Linked DNA regions of Canis lupus: region 1 is linked to region 2. The links are chromatin contacts, called in public Hi-C maps. All regions are on one chromosome and are shown on one strand. Each heading gives the region's core, a stretch centred on a gene start, on an enhancer-like site or on the middle of the called end of the contact. The rest is flanking DNA. Distances are from core to core; before and after follow the strand shown. Region 1 holds the start of PEX11B (peroxisomal membrane protein 11B). Region 2 overlaps RNF115 (E3 ubiquitin-protein ligase RNF115).

Region 1 (7,589 bases), core at 2,550-5,049, 150 kb after region 2:
CAAGGCGCCTGGGTGGCTCAGTCAGTTAAGTGTGCAACTCTTGGTCTCAGTTTAGGTCTTGATCTCAGGGTCCTGGGTTCAGGCCCCACACTGGGCATGGAGCCTACTTAAAAAACAAACCATTAAACAGTCTATGCTATTGTTGTTTTAAAGATTTTATTTATTTAAGAGAGAGAAAAAGAATCTTTTTTTTTTTTTTTAAAGATTTTATTTATTCATGAGAGACAGAGAGAGAGAGAGAAAAAGAGAGAGAGAGAGAGGCAGAGACACAGGCAGAGGGAGAAGCAGGCTCCATGCAGGGATCCCGACGCGGGACTCAATCCTGGGTCTCCAGGATCATGCCCTGGGCTGAAGGCGGCACTAAACCGCTGAGCCATCCAGGCTGCCCGAGAGAGAAAGAATCTGAAGCAGACTTGCACTAAGTACGGAGTCTGAGGTAGAGGAGGAAGGGGCTCGATCCCACAACCAATTAACCAACCAGGAGATCAAGACCTGAGCCGAAACCAAGAGTCGGATGCTAAACTGACTGAGCTACCCAGGCATGCCAACAATCTATGTTTTTTTAAGTCCACTCTGACAATAGTGGTCTGAACTCAATATAATTGTCCTACCTCAAAAAACACCTCCTGAATCCAATCACATTTCTCTTATACCACACCAGCACAGTCTCAGCCACCAGCACCTCTTACTCGAACTACTGCTTTAGTTATTTGATTGGTCTCTCCATGGCCACTCTTGTCCCCTATCCCCCAACAATCTAATTTCACATAGTGAATCACACCATTACTCCCCTTCTAAACTCTCCACGGCTTTCTTCCTATCCCATTTAAAATGAAATTTAGGGGTGTCTCGGTGGTGCCTTAGTCCAAGCCAACAACATCTCTTGCCATATTAGGGTATCTCCTCTTTTGCCCTACTGCAATCCATTTTCCACTGCAGCAAGAGAGATGTTCTTTAAACACAATCTGAATCATGTCACATCCCTATTCAGAACCCATTGTACTTAGGATAAAATTTAAACAAAACTAACCCAAAAATCCTACATTGCCTAAGAGGCCTTGCATGAACGATCTGGTCCCGTCCATATCTCCAGTTTAAACTTATGCCCTTCACTCAATACTCTCCAACATGCTGGCTTTCTTTCTCTTTCTCTAATTCCACAAAATCTTTTTTGGTTTAAAGCCTTAGAATGGGCTATCTTCTGTTTGAGAAGGTCTTCTCTGCTGCTGTTTGCTTTGACTAACTTCTATTTAGACTTCAAGTCTGAATGAAAACGTTACTTCTCAGGGATGCCTGGGTGGTTCAGTGGTTGAGTGTCTGCCTTTGGTTCATGGTGTGATCCTGAAGTGCCCGGACCGAGTCTCACATCAGGCTCCCTACAGGGAGTCTGCTTCTCCCTCTGCCAACGTTTCTGCCTCTTTCTCTGTGTCTCTCATGAATAAATAAAACCTTTTTTAAAAAATAAAATAATACATTACTTCTCAAAGAGTTTTCAGAAGTTTTGACCTTTCAATCAAAATCAGCTCTCCTTGTTATATATCTTATAACACCCTGTACATTTCCACAAATACCTGGTTTGGTGAGTGTCTTAATATGACTCCCCCAGTAGACCAGAAGCTTAGTGAGAGTGGGAACCATATCTGACTCTGTGCTTTATTCCCTGACTCATAGTAAGCGCCTCCTAAATATTTTTAGAATGAATGAATGAGCAAGCAGTGAGAGGCATAACCTGTGGCATAGATAGCAGATTTAAAGCAATATAATGTCTTATCTTGCCCAATCTTAGTCATTCATCATGGAAGGGCATCTGTTTTCCATCTGCCTCCATTCACTATTCTCTGGTAGTTTAAAATCTAAATGAAGACCGGAAGCCAAGTGATTAAGATGTGTATATTCTGGGAAGACCCTGAAAGATCTTTCTCTCATAAAAGGCAAGCTATACAGTATGAGAAATACAAAAGGTCTTGTAGGATAAAAGGATATCAAACCTGAATGAACGCTGGGCCCACTTCTCCTGATCCACGCGAGGGGCTAGTCCAGATTTTCCAGCCCACAGGACATTGTCACAGGCGAAGTACAAGGCTCGATTGAGGTGACTAACAGTGATGCAGAATCTCAGGACAACATCTGATAAGTGCACAGCTCGTTTGGCTGACTCAAGGGCATCTGCTGAGTTACCCAGGCGTAGAACTTGTGGAGATTACCAAGGAGAAGCAAAGATTTGGAAGTAGAGGCAAATAGAGTGAGACGCAGAGAAAGAGGAAACAAGTAGGTGAAAGTCCAGCAAGTGACAGAAACAATAATTACAATTTTTTTAAAAAAGAAAAAAACAGTTCAAAAATATTTTTTTCTTCAAATTTTAGTTAATTTATATCCCAGTTTGGTTTTCTCAAACTTGCCCCATTCTCTCCAATCCTTCATTAGTCTCTTACCCCTGCTCTCTTCTCTCAATCAAGAGGCATGCAGAGGGTAAGTGCAGAGCTGAAAGAGGGGGAAGAACTGACAGAGAAGGTCAACAATGGGAAGAAAGGACTAGGAAGAATAGCTGGGGATGCAGTAATAAAAGCAAAAGCACGGTTACTTACGCTTTCTTCCTAGGCTCAGATGACCCTCCAATTGTCGAATTTGTTTCTGTAACTCAGGACTGGCCCCGTGTTTCTGCAGTGCATGGCCAAGAAGGGAGCAGGCATACTGGGCGGCCCTGGAGGAGAGGCCAGCAAGGTCAGGTGGAGACGTCCCTAACCTCCTCTCAAAATTGTCTTCCAAAAGGAAAGAACTGACTTCCCTTTTCCCCAGTTTGAGGCCATCCCCTTTTCTCCTCATTATGCCCATCTCTTACTGTTTCTCCCTCAGGCCAGGGGAAGGGAAGGCGTAAGGATAGAAAGGCGCCTAGAGAAGGGGTTGAGGGGCACTACTTGTAGTTGAGAAACTAAGAGATCTGGCGATGATGAAGTCTGAAGGGGACCGCGACGGCAGCAGAGGGTCCATCACAGGCACAGCAGGGTGAGCACGGACGGGATACTGAGGGAGTGGGGGCAGGTGGAGAGCAGATTACTCTTCAGAACAGGTGAACCAGGGGCTTTCAAGGCCCTTTGGCAGAATCGAGATCGGAAAACAGGGCGGAGGCAAAGGAGTTCCCGGATGACAGCAGCATGAGGGGACCAGGGAACCTGGAGCCGGTCAGCTCTGGGGGTAGAGCCTGGCTACCCATCGCGGGGAGAATGCCCCTCACGCCACCACCGCCCAGTGAGTAAGGTCTTGGTCTCATATGGACATGGCAGCGCTGAGCGGCCTCCCCGCTGGACCACTCGTGCCTCAGTTTCCCCATTTCTCGGCAGAGCAGAAACGAATCATCTCCCGACCCGCTCAGATCCGCGCCTGGCGGTCCGTCCGGGCCCCCGTAGCCTGAGCTGACCCTTTTTGACCCCCGTAGTGTGAACGGACCTCGCCTCACGAGGATCTTCTTCTGTCCCCACCCCCACCCGTGTTCGGGCCGCACCTACACAGCCGCTCCCGAGCCTGGCTCTGAGCACTGAAGCGAACCCAGGCGTCCATGACAGCGACAGCCCCGGCTCCGTAGCTCCCGCCTCACTTCCGCCCCACTTCCCGCCCCTCGTCACGCTTCCTGGACGATCAACGGTGTCTCGCGAGGGACGAATATCGCCAGGAAAGAGAGCGAGAGAGGCCGGCCTCGGAATTTCAGAACGAGAAGCGTTGGTCTCTCAACCACCACCGGCGTTTTGGAGCGTGTCTCTGTCAGAATATACTCGTATTGGATGGCCTCCATTTCCGAAGCACGCCTCCTCCGGCGGTACATTCTTTAAATATTCTGGACCGGGGGCGGGGCTTGCAGGTGTAGGGGCGGGGCAAGAAGGCACAGCAGCATCTATCCTCCGCGGCTGGAACGGGATTGACCCCCGGAAGCTTCCAAGACACGCCCCCCCAGCCCCAAACACACACGCACACGCGCTGCGGCTGTAGGGGCCAAAGAAGTCTATGGAGGTAGAAGCCAGTACCAGATCCCTGTTCGCTGCAGGACCCTGACAGTTGGGCATGTGACCTCCAGGATATAGATGGAGTCCCCGGAGACAGAAGCTTTAGTGGACCAAAGATCCTAATAAGGAGGACGAAGAATCAGTGGACAAAGCTAACCTCTTCATACTTATATCTCATCCTCCCATCCCTTTCCCTTCCAGGTCACCATGTGTGCAGGCAATGGCACCCCTCAGGGGTTAGCAGCGGGGGAGGAGGTCTGGGCAGGATAGGGAGTAGAGGTGGAGGGCTCAGAGCTGCCCACCTTCTCAGCTGTGCCAAGGTCCGAGTGGGAGTGACCATTGTGCTGTTCATTTCTTCAGCTGGAGCGAACCTGGCCACCCTGTGGTCAGTGACCCGGCCACAACCCAGTCATCTCCGCCCCTCCCACATACAACTCTTTGCCCACTTTGCAGCTGCAGACTCACTAGTCACTTTTGTGGTTATGGCCCTAGATGCCATTTGGAATACCACTGTCCAGTGGCTGGCTGGGGACATCGCTTGTCGGACACTCAGGTTTCTGAAACTAATGGCCACATATGCTGCAGCTTTTCTGCCAGTGGTCATTGGACTCGACCACCAGGAGGCTGTACTCCACCCACTTGGACCCCGCTCAGCTGGAAGGAAACTTCTGGGGACGGCCTGGGGACTTAGTTTCCTGCTCACCTTGCCCCAGGTGAGTGACTTCTTGGGACTCAAGCCTAGACTGGACAAGAATTTGGGTACACAGGAGTGTCTGGAGTCAAGTAGTGTGTTTGGCCAGTGTTCACTGATTAATCCTCAGAGAGCCTCTGTTTTGCAAATTAAGATCACTGCATGTTAATCTGTAGCTCTATTAAGAGCCTACCTCTTAAAAGCAGTACCCCAGGTGCGGGTACAGGTACACCTGCCTGGGTAGCTCAGCAGTTGAGCATCTGCCTTTGGCTCAGGTCGTGATCCTGGGTCCAGGGATGGAGCTCTGCATCAGGCTCCCTATAAGGAGCCTGCTTCTCCCTCTGCCTCTGTCTCTGCCTCTCTCATGCATAAATAAAATCTTAAAAAAACAACAGCCCCCCTAGCTATGCAAACGCTTAACCGACTGAGCCACTCAGGCAGCCAGTCTATGCCTCTTTAACTTTGTTTTGCTATGCTTGGCTCCCATCTTTTTGCATCCTCCCAGTTCCATCTTCTTCAGGAGACCATTGCAGAAAACTCTAGGGATTAAACATTTATGAAGGCCTATAAAGACAGTGAAATCAGGGGCTTTGGTTAAAACTCTGTGGAAATTCACTCTTCCATTCAATAAATAATGTACATCACCCCAGGTACATTCAAATGCTCTATCAAGGATTGAGCAGCAAAGACCTGCCTTCAGTAAACTTAGACTTAGTGCAAAAGACATGTTAGTGTCCAATTATAGTACAGCATGCAGTCAAGCATTATGCTAAAAGTAAGCATAAGGGGCTAAAGAACACTGAGGATGTTTCACCCACTCTTGGTTAGGGAAAACTTCTCAAAGACGTTAAAATTGATTGTTAAAATGAGAGAGGTGTCAGACAAGTTAAAGCAGAAGGAATGGGGATCCCTGGGTGGTGCAGTGGTTTAGCACCTGCCTTTGGCCCAGGGCGCGATCCTAGAGACCCGGAATCGAATCCCATGTCGGGCTCCCGGTGCATGGAGCCTGCTTCTCCCTGTGCCTATGTCTCTGCCTCTCTCTCTCTGTGACTATCATAAATAAATAAAAATTTAAAAAAAATTTTAAAAAAAAGCAGAAGGAATGCTGGGGAGGGTGGAAGGTAGAGGAATCAAAGTGGTTGCAGCTAAAGTTGAGGGCTAGACAAATGGGTAATGAGCCTGGATGGGAAGGAAGAGCCAGATTACAGATATTCAGCTTGTACTTTATCCTGAGGGCAGTGGAGAGTCATCAAGGTAGAAGGTGGAGAGTGACAAAGATTTGTATTTTTTCACTCTAGCTTTATTATGAAAACTAGAAAGAAAACGGAGCATCTGGACTTGAGTACCAGTTATCAAATCTCAAATATTGACAATGAACTAGAAATTTAGGGGAAGAAAACAAAATATGAAGCAATTCCTATAAGACCAAAATCAAAATCACCACCACCCTCTGAAGGGAAGTAGAGCAGCGTCTTGGGGACCAGGATTAGGATATTATCTAGAAGGGGCTCTAGAATGATAATGCATTATAGAATCAGATTTAAAAATTGATCCTTAAATCCTCAAATATTAGAAATGTAACTACAAAGTTAGTCTGATTCTAGTTCTAAGACAAAAAATAGTGCTTCCAACAATGTTGCAAACAGGACCTCTGCTACCCAAAGCATTAAAAAGCAGCACTGCTTCCTCAGTGCAAAAGGTATTAGTTTATATGAAGCAAGTTTTAGATGTGGACTGGGAGGTTAGAAGCCTGCTTTCGTTGTTCTGTTTTTTTCTGAGTCTAGGCTCTACTACTAACTCTAGCTATAGGACTTTGGCTAAATCACTTGAAACTAATGAGCCACAAGATATTGTATAGTTTTATCCTTTCTTACATTCTGACAACTGCAATCTCCATCTGCTTCAATGGCAAACTGATGACATTACATATGCAAAAGGTGCTATTTTTGGTTCCAAATTACCATCCTCTTGTATAAATTCTACATTGCCCATATGTTGTATTTAAAATGTTAATACTGCTCCAAGGACTAATAGGTCAATTAAAAAAAAAAAAACCAACCTTTTTATAACTGTGGTGTTAGTGTAGTGAAGGAGTACTGGAGTGGTTACAAATTACCTTTGAAGGCTCAAGTTTCTAAATATCACTAGTAGAAAGGAAGGTTTCTGTGGTAGGTGGAAAATTGCATATAATAGGGGGAAGGAAGAGAAGAAACAGGGCTACAGACCAAGCTCTTAAGTCCAGGAGCCTTGCCTATTTTAAACTCCTTTTCACAATTTGTCAGCTGTATCTAGGTACAGTGCAAAACAACCAAACCACCAAACAAAACCCCAGAAATAAATGGAACCAAGACAGGGGAACAAGAAAGACCACTTCCCAGCTAGCTCAAGAGTAGCTGATCATATCTCCAAGCTTGCGTTTATAAACCTGTATGTCTGTGGCTGATACTATTCACCTTTCCTAAAAGTCCCTCAGGCCTGCTGAAATCACTTTCCCAATGCCTTAGCTCTAGGAACCTGACATCCACTAGGCTTGCCTTTTATCAAACAGTGACTCAATCTGCCTTACCTGAACCAAGGTACTAACCCTGAAGCTCTAAACTGAAAAATATTCTAAGATTCAAACCCCAAACTCAACAAGTTACCAAAACGGGGGAGGAGCAGCCAACAGCATTTGGAAAATGTTAAATTTTATTAATATTGTTTCACTGTTATAGTTATTGTACATAAGACTATTTACTAAAGGTCACTTCACAGAGTGGCTGCAAAATGGCCTGAAATTTTAGCAGCACCCATTTTATACAAAAATTCTTCCACAGATTTAGACACATCAGAAAAATCATTTCAGCTAAAAATGTTGGTGAGGTGGCAGAAATATTCTTTTGCAAAGTGCAATGGACTTTAGA
Region 2 (7,328 bases), core at 4,342-6,841:
AGAGCTCCTCCTTTCCAAAAGCCCCAAAGGCTGTTCTGCTGTTGTTTAAAACAGATACAAATTAGGATTCCCTCCTCATTCGTTTTTAAGACTGACATATTTAATTTGTATTCCTTGAGGAAAGAGCATGTAGACACTAGAGTGAAAGAAAATGAAACATGCAGGTCAAGAGAGAAGTTAATTTGATAACAATAATTTATAAAAAAAATTAAAAAGCAATACATAGTTGTATTTATGTTCAACTAATTATACTACAAAAGCAGAGGATGATGGTTATCCTCAAAACCATTTTTTTTCTCAACACTTAGAAATGACTAGGCTTTTACCTCCAGTGAATCCCTTAGCCACACACCATATAGCAGGGTGTCTAGTTGGCAGCAAAGCCAACAATGCCTCATAACAGACAATTATGGAAACATAAGGGTCTGAGGTATATACAGTAAGAGACTCAGACTGAGACTCCAGCCCTCTGCTGTACCTACTAACTTCATCTCAGTGGCTACTATATCTTTCTTCCTCTACTGTGAAATATGCATATGTGTTGTGTCCCTGGACACATACATATTCACACACATGAATGTGGAATACAAAGACACAAACGGGAATTTTTTTTTCCTATTAGCTATTAAACCAAAGTGAGAGCTGTTAGGAAAAAGAAACAATTTCTTCCCCAGAAAACTTTCTTCTAACTTGAAAATTAATTATTGGACCAGTGAGAGTACTGTTCAAAGAAAACAACTAATAAGCACTTGCTCAACTGTTGAAAATGTTGACAACTAATATTTATAGTAAGCTAAGGAAACTATTTAATTTACAGCCATCCCTACATCTCCTATCTAGAGTAATTCCTTTTTCTTACAAATTAGAACATTGTAAGGAAAAGTCCAGGAGCTACAGCAACAGGGACAAAATGCCATTTTGGATTTTCCATGTTTCCCAGCTTTTCAGAGAACTGGCAGTAGGAACTTTGAGGGAAAATGAATTTTTAAGGCCAGAATTATTCTTTCTCTCTGCTCCCGATTCAGTAGCTTAGAAATTTTAAAGATGTTGGAAATCTCAGCTTCACCACTCTGTTCTTTCCACCTAATACCCCAGTCTGTCCAGCTGGATTACCCATATGAACCTGAGTTAGACTAATCTGAAACTACCTGAGAAGCAATGGTCACTTGGAAGCCAGCAACAAGTTGCCCTATATCACTTTCCCCAACTTCTAAATTTACCAATCTCTAGGAGGTTTCTCCTAGTTACGTGCTAACAAAATAGTTTTCTTCCCTCTAATTTCAAATTATAGTGGACAAAGGGAAGATAAGACAAGACATTCATGAATAAGAAAACAATCTGTTGGGGAATCCGGGTTGTTCATTCAGTTAAGCGCCCAACTCTTGATTTCAGCTCAGGTTGTGATCTCAGGGTCATGAGATTGAGCCCCACATTGGGCTCCATGCTGCATGCCTGCTTGAGAGGTCTCTATCTCCCTCTCCCTCTGCCCCTACCCCTGCTCCTATGTGTGTGCTCTTTCTGTAAAAAAAAAAAAAAAAAGAAAGAAAGAAAGAAAAAAAAAGAAAGCAATCTGTTTAGCTCTGCATACCCAAAGGCCTTTTATTTTGAATGTAAAGGCCTCAAGTATAAGGGCTCAAGATCTGAAATTGCAATTGTTTCTTATCCTCTTTGACAATCAGGGAGAGTTAAATCATCTCTCTTTTGAATCCTGTTAAGGCTCCAGATTCCTGAGTCTGTAAACCTTCCAACTCTAAAGGAATGAACACCTGAAAAAATCCAGGCTATGCAGACCTTTGCCTTGAGCGCTATATCTAAAACTTTGAAACATTTAAAAGCAAGACATTCCTAGAAATAAACTCAGCCATGTTCTGATGTTAGGTCAATGAATCTGCAATGTTTCCTCCTAGAATGGGAGGCATCTCAGACTTCCAGGTTAATATAGGTTAATTAAAGAAGAAATATAGGTATATTCCACACAGCAAATTGGACCTCGTTCCCGTATACATTTCTCCAACCTTTTAACCCTAGTACTAAGGTCTCTAAGCAGAGCAGACATTTCTCATAGAGACACACTGTTTATTTGGCAAAACTTAAGTGGAATGGGTATCACTCTGCTGTATGCATTTCTATTTCTTCTCCTGTATTGATTAATTTTATGTGTCAACTTGGCTGGACTAAGGAGCACCTAAATATTTGGTCACAGATTATTTTAGATGTCTGTGATATGAGGATATGTTTGATAAGATTAACATCTGAATAGGTAGACAAATTAGAGCAGATTGCTCTCTGCAATGTCAGTGGGCCTCATCCAATCAGGTAAAGGCCCAACTAGGAAAAAATATGACACTCCAGCTACCAAGGGAGAACTCCTTTTGCCTGGTTGAGTTAGGACATTAGTCTTTTCTTGCCTTTGGACTCAAACTAAAACACTGGCTTTTCAGGGCACCTGAGTGTCTCAGTCAGTTAAGCATCTGCCTTTGGCTGAGGTCATGGTCCCAGGGTCCTGGGATCAAGCCTTGCATCTGGCCTCCTGCTCAGTGGGGAGTCTGCTTCTCCTGCTCTCTAATGCTCTCTTTCTCACTCAAATAAATAAAATATGTATTTTTAAAATACTGGTTTTTCTTGGGTCTCAAAACTTCTACCAGTTTTTGGATTGGAATTTATACCACTGGCTCTCCTAGTGCTCAGGCCTTTGGAATCAGACTAGAACTACACCATAAAGCTCTACTGGCTGGTTGACTGAAAAATCTTGAAACTTCTTAGCCTCCATAATAACACAAGTTAATTCCTTATAGTAAGTCTCTTTACACAGACAGACACACACACACACACACACACACACACACACACACACACACACTCTCTCTCTCTCTCACCTTATTGCCTTATGGATTCTGTTTCTCTGGAGAACCCTACTATATTCTTTAACTTAAATTAAAACCTGGAACTCCCAAGATGCCTCCTAGGAAGAAACACTATAGAATCATTATGTGGAAAGGGTACAGGAAACAGCAAAAGGAGCCTCATGTCCTCTATTAGAGCACAAAAAAGTGAAGAAAATTTCAAATAACTGAGACTGACACTATTTGCCATTCTGTGTATTGAAAAGGTAACTCCCTATCTAGTACTTTGCTTCTGACCTTTTGTGAAGCTATTCAGATCTGTTCTAGTTCTCTAGCTTTCTAGTTGTAGTAAAAATACAACCGTTTGTCCTGACATCTCCAGACTCTAACAGGGAGGGAATAATTTCCAGCTGTCGTAATTTTCTGAGACAGTAGACACCCTTCTACTTGAAAACTATAATGTGCTCCAACTTCAGCACGGCCTTTCGCCATTTATGTAGTGGCCACTAAATATTCAGAATATACCTCTCACTCTTCCCAAGCTTCTTGATCTCACCCCACCCCCACTCCCACTAAAAACCAATGTGTAGTTTTGGGCTACACATCAATACCCATAGTAAATAGCTCACCTTCTCCTAAGAAACAATCTCTGTGGAGGTATAACATGAGAGGCAGAGGAGAAAACATCCTTTATTCCCTCTGGTGCCAACATGAATCACACCTTATGGTCACAACTTTAGAGGCAGGCTGTTAATTCAGCAAGCCACTCTCCCCTTTCTTTCTTCCCTCCCCTATTCCTTTATCCTCTACCAAAATACAAAGATATCTCTAACCCCTTTCCTCACCCCCAAAACCTGTATGATAGTCAACAAAAACTGAGGAAAGACTCCTAGTCAAGAAAGAGACTCACCAAAGAGTGGCCTTTTTGTTCTAATCATTCCAAACTATGAAGGGCTGATGTGACCAGAAAAATGGTGTCCCCTGTTACCCTCTATGGTACGCTGACAGTGGTTATGTGTCCCCATCATTTCCTTTTGAGACTTTGAAGTTCCAACAACATTCTTGATCTTCTTCATTTATTCAACTTTAAACACTTAAATGCTTCAAAGAGCATGTGCATGTGCAATGAGACACTGTTAGGCTGAAAATAGAAGGCCCACCTCTCCAAGGCCAAGCTGTTTCAGGCATGATCACAAATAATCAATTTGATTCCAAGTACAACCAGAACCAAGCAGAACAGAAAGATTTCAGAGATGATAAAAGGGCTTAAAAAATTAAAATGAGACAATGTGAAATCTCAATTCCCGAAGATGAATGAATTACTAAAAACAGTAAACTAAATTGGCTGTAGAAGCAGTAATGAAGTAATTCTATTTCTAAGGGAAATTATTTTAAGGTCTCCATGACAAAAGGCAGTAAACAATGAGTCGGGGGTCATTAAAAAAACTTCAGAACCAAAGAATTCAAATATCTATCCTTCTGTGCCTGTATGCTCCCCAACTCATTTCTAAAAAGGAACCAGAATCAGATTCCCACCAACATAAGATTCCTAAGATGTGTCATGTTAGCTTCTGCAGAAAATGCACCTTGTGAAGTAGTCTTTAAAAATTAAAATGAGAAAACCAAAGAGTACAATGATCAGCCACTTTCTCCTCCCCATTGTAATTTTTCTTTGATTTTCTGAGGATTCAAACAAAACAAAATCATTAGTTTCGGATTTCTGAATTAATCTGATCTTGCTTTGTGGCTAATGTGGCCAAGAGTAGATGCTTTTGTACAATTAAAACAGAAAGACTTTAAACAGCAGGACTTTAGGGCTGTGGTTCCACTGCATCTACTATAAAATACACAAATGGTAGGCTGGAGGTTAGAGAAGGAGGTGGAAACATCCACTACAAGAGAACATGACAGATAGTGGGACCCTAGCTAGACTTTAAGGTAAAGTGATTCTATTCTGGCAGGGGAAACCCACATAATCAAGTTTCACACTTATAAAAGTATCACTCTGAATTCAGGAATAAGAGGCATTTGGTTGTAGATACAATTCCATCTGCAGATACTAACTTTAAATTTAGAGAAGAAAAACACTCACTGCATTAATATTATGGGTTGGGGTTTCTTATGCAATTCCTAAATCCACCTACTATTTTTTTGTTTTGAAACAATTGACAGCTGTGATAAGACTACCACAGCCCTGGCTCAGATGCAGGCTTTAGCTTCAGAAAGTCCATCGGTCATGTAGCTGGCTGTCACTGCTATATCTGTTGCTTGCAGAGGCCTCAGAGCTCTGGGTTTGCCGAGTAGAGTCCTCACCATTTAAGCTCTTCCTACATACAGGACATGTGTCATGCTGAAACAGAAAGATATCAGTCTATATAATTAGCCTGACCTGAGACCTGTAGGAGCTAAACACTTAAGAAACTCTGAGAGCTGGCAGGTGGAAAAACAAAAAGGGCACATATTCTCACACAGTGCACACTGGGCTCAAAGGTGTAACATTAGGACATCTTCCAAACAGAACTTTAAACAGAAATGACAGAAAGAATTCTAGGCCAGCAACTTAACAACAGCTACCACACATCACCAAATAGAACTAATCAGAAACAGTGACCTGAGATGGTCTATAGTAGTGGTCAGCAAACTTTCTATGAAGAGACTGGTAATAAATATTTTAGACTTCACAGGCCATACCACCTGTGTTGCAACCACTCAACTCTGATGACACAGCACAAAAGTTGCCACAAACAACTGTAAACAAATGACCATAGCTGCGTTCCAAGAAAACTTCATTTACAAAAACAAGCGGCAGGCCCAAGACCTGTAGGCTATGCTTTTGTAACCTCTTGTTAGAGAAGTTCCAAACATACAGTGATGATCTAAAAACTGTTAATGGTGCCAGTAGGAATTAGCCAGGAACTAAAATCTGCTCTGCTTGTCTCTATTAACCCCAAACCATCCCCACACTGCCGAAGCTGTGACTGGCAGAGATGGCCTATCACACATGACAGCTGTCTATACTCACCAGTTCTAACCATGGTACGATACAACTGCTGTGGAAGAAGTGGTTGCAGGGTAACTGCCGGACTTCCTCTTCAACTGTGTAATCTTCTTTGCACACTGGACACTCTAAACCCATATCTGTTGGAGGAGGAAATGCCTTCTAAAGTGAGTGAGCAAAAAAGGAAGAAAAAACCAGTCCAGTGTCTTTAACTTAAGTAACATGTAAAGAAAAAACAGAAAGCGCATCCTAGGTGGAAGAGGTAGAAAGCACAAATTTTATTTCAAAATGGGGGAGGAGGTGATAGCAGACAGGGACATGAATGGGCTTTAATTCATTAAGGCCTACACAGAAACTACGTAAGGCCTACTTTTCAATGTCAAGACTTGGAAAAAAAAATAAATTGGGGCTTAGATATCTATTAAGTAAAACAGGAAAAACATCTTCTCAGACATGTGATAGCCTTTTGGCAGTTTCTACATAGAGTAAATACAGGCAATCCATCCACCACAACCAAGGGACACTTCATGGCAATCTTAGCAGTTCCCAATCAGCGTCTCAAGCCACTTTTACCCTGCTATTTTCCCCATTTCACCTCCTCTTTCAGTGTGGTTATCCTAAAGCCCTCTGTACAAGTTAATTAAAAGCTGTACCAGGGGGATCCCTGGGTGGTGCAGCGGTTTAGCGCCTGCCTTTGGCCCAGGGTGCGATCCTGGAGACCTGGGATCGAATCCCACGTCGGGCTCCCGGTGCATGGAGCCTGCTTCTCCCTCTGCCTGTGTCTCTGCCCCTCTCTCTCTCTCTCTCTCTCTCTCTCTCTCTGTGACTATCATTAAAAAAAAAACAAAAAGCTGTACCAGGAGGTGGTGCTATAGAACTGCAAGCTCAAGGATAGCTTAGGCTCCAAGTCCAGAGACAAGAAACACTCTGTGAGGAAATGGCTACAAATTAAATTGGGAGTATGAGGCAGCAAAGTCTGGTTTCCCAAATCTGGCTAATACCAGCTAGTGTCTGTCTCCAGTGGCCAGGACATGCTATGTACCCACAGCAGTCAAGGACTTGGAGTAGGGCTATACTTAATAGATTTACTCCTTCCTCTCCACTTTTCCCTGACACCTTTACCTAAATTCTAGCTTTTATTTCTTATGTCTGGTCTACTGGAATAGCCTTCTAGGTAGTATTCTTGACCTTAGCCTTCAGCCCTCCAAATTTACCTAAGCTTTGAAACCAGCTAATTCTCCCTAATATTGGCTTTACAGAAATCCTCAGCTCATCTTTACTTGGATTCCCAGCTGGTACCTCAAAATCAAAAGTTCAAATTTAAAATAACACATCACTTCTGTACACAAACCAGGGCCCACTCACAATTCCCCAACCCCTGATAGATGGCAGCACAAGCGCTGTAATTCCCAACTGTGAAACCTTAGAGTCCTCTTTGACCCTTTTCCCTCCTTTATCCTATTATGCAATCAATGACAAAAGCCTTT

What was found. Hi-C and Micro-C count contacts between places; a contact is called where the count stands out from the background.
Region 1: a contact with region 2 is called in a Hi-C map of liver, with 2.8 times the contacts expected there. The contact joins the promoter of PEX11B here to the enhancer-like site in region 2. A contact is called at or near these places in 2 of 9 Hi-C or Micro-C datasets (blood and liver).

What each region holds. Positions count from the first base shown.
Region 1 is chr17:59,372,254-59,379,842 of UU_Cfam_GSD_1.0, forward strand. It overlaps PEX11B (peroxisomal membrane protein 11B), which reads right to left and starts at 3,800. Exons shown (of 5, transcript XM_038562041.1): 1 at 3,500-3,800; 2 at 2,586-2,701; 3 at 1,989-2,190. The coding sequence starts at 3,555. RBM8A (RNA-binding protein 8A) reads right to left here. Exons shown (of 6, transcript XM_038562047.1): 6 at 7,357-7,589. It also overlaps the pseudogene LOC483161.
Region 2 is chr17:59,223,705-59,231,032 of UU_Cfam_GSD_1.0, forward strand. It overlaps RNF115 (E3 ubiquitin-protein ligase RNF115), which reads right to left. Exons shown (of 9, transcript XM_038562016.1): 8 at 5,866-5,981; 9 at 1-5,193. The coding sequence ends at 5,062. Among named protein-coding and RNA genes, the nearest start is that of CD160, 22 kb to the left of the region's middle. Within about 2 kb of position 5,592, at least 4 of the 20 cell types and tissues checked have an H3K27ac peak or open chromatin away from gene starts, as enhancers often do. A contact at or near this core is called in liver, where this site is marked.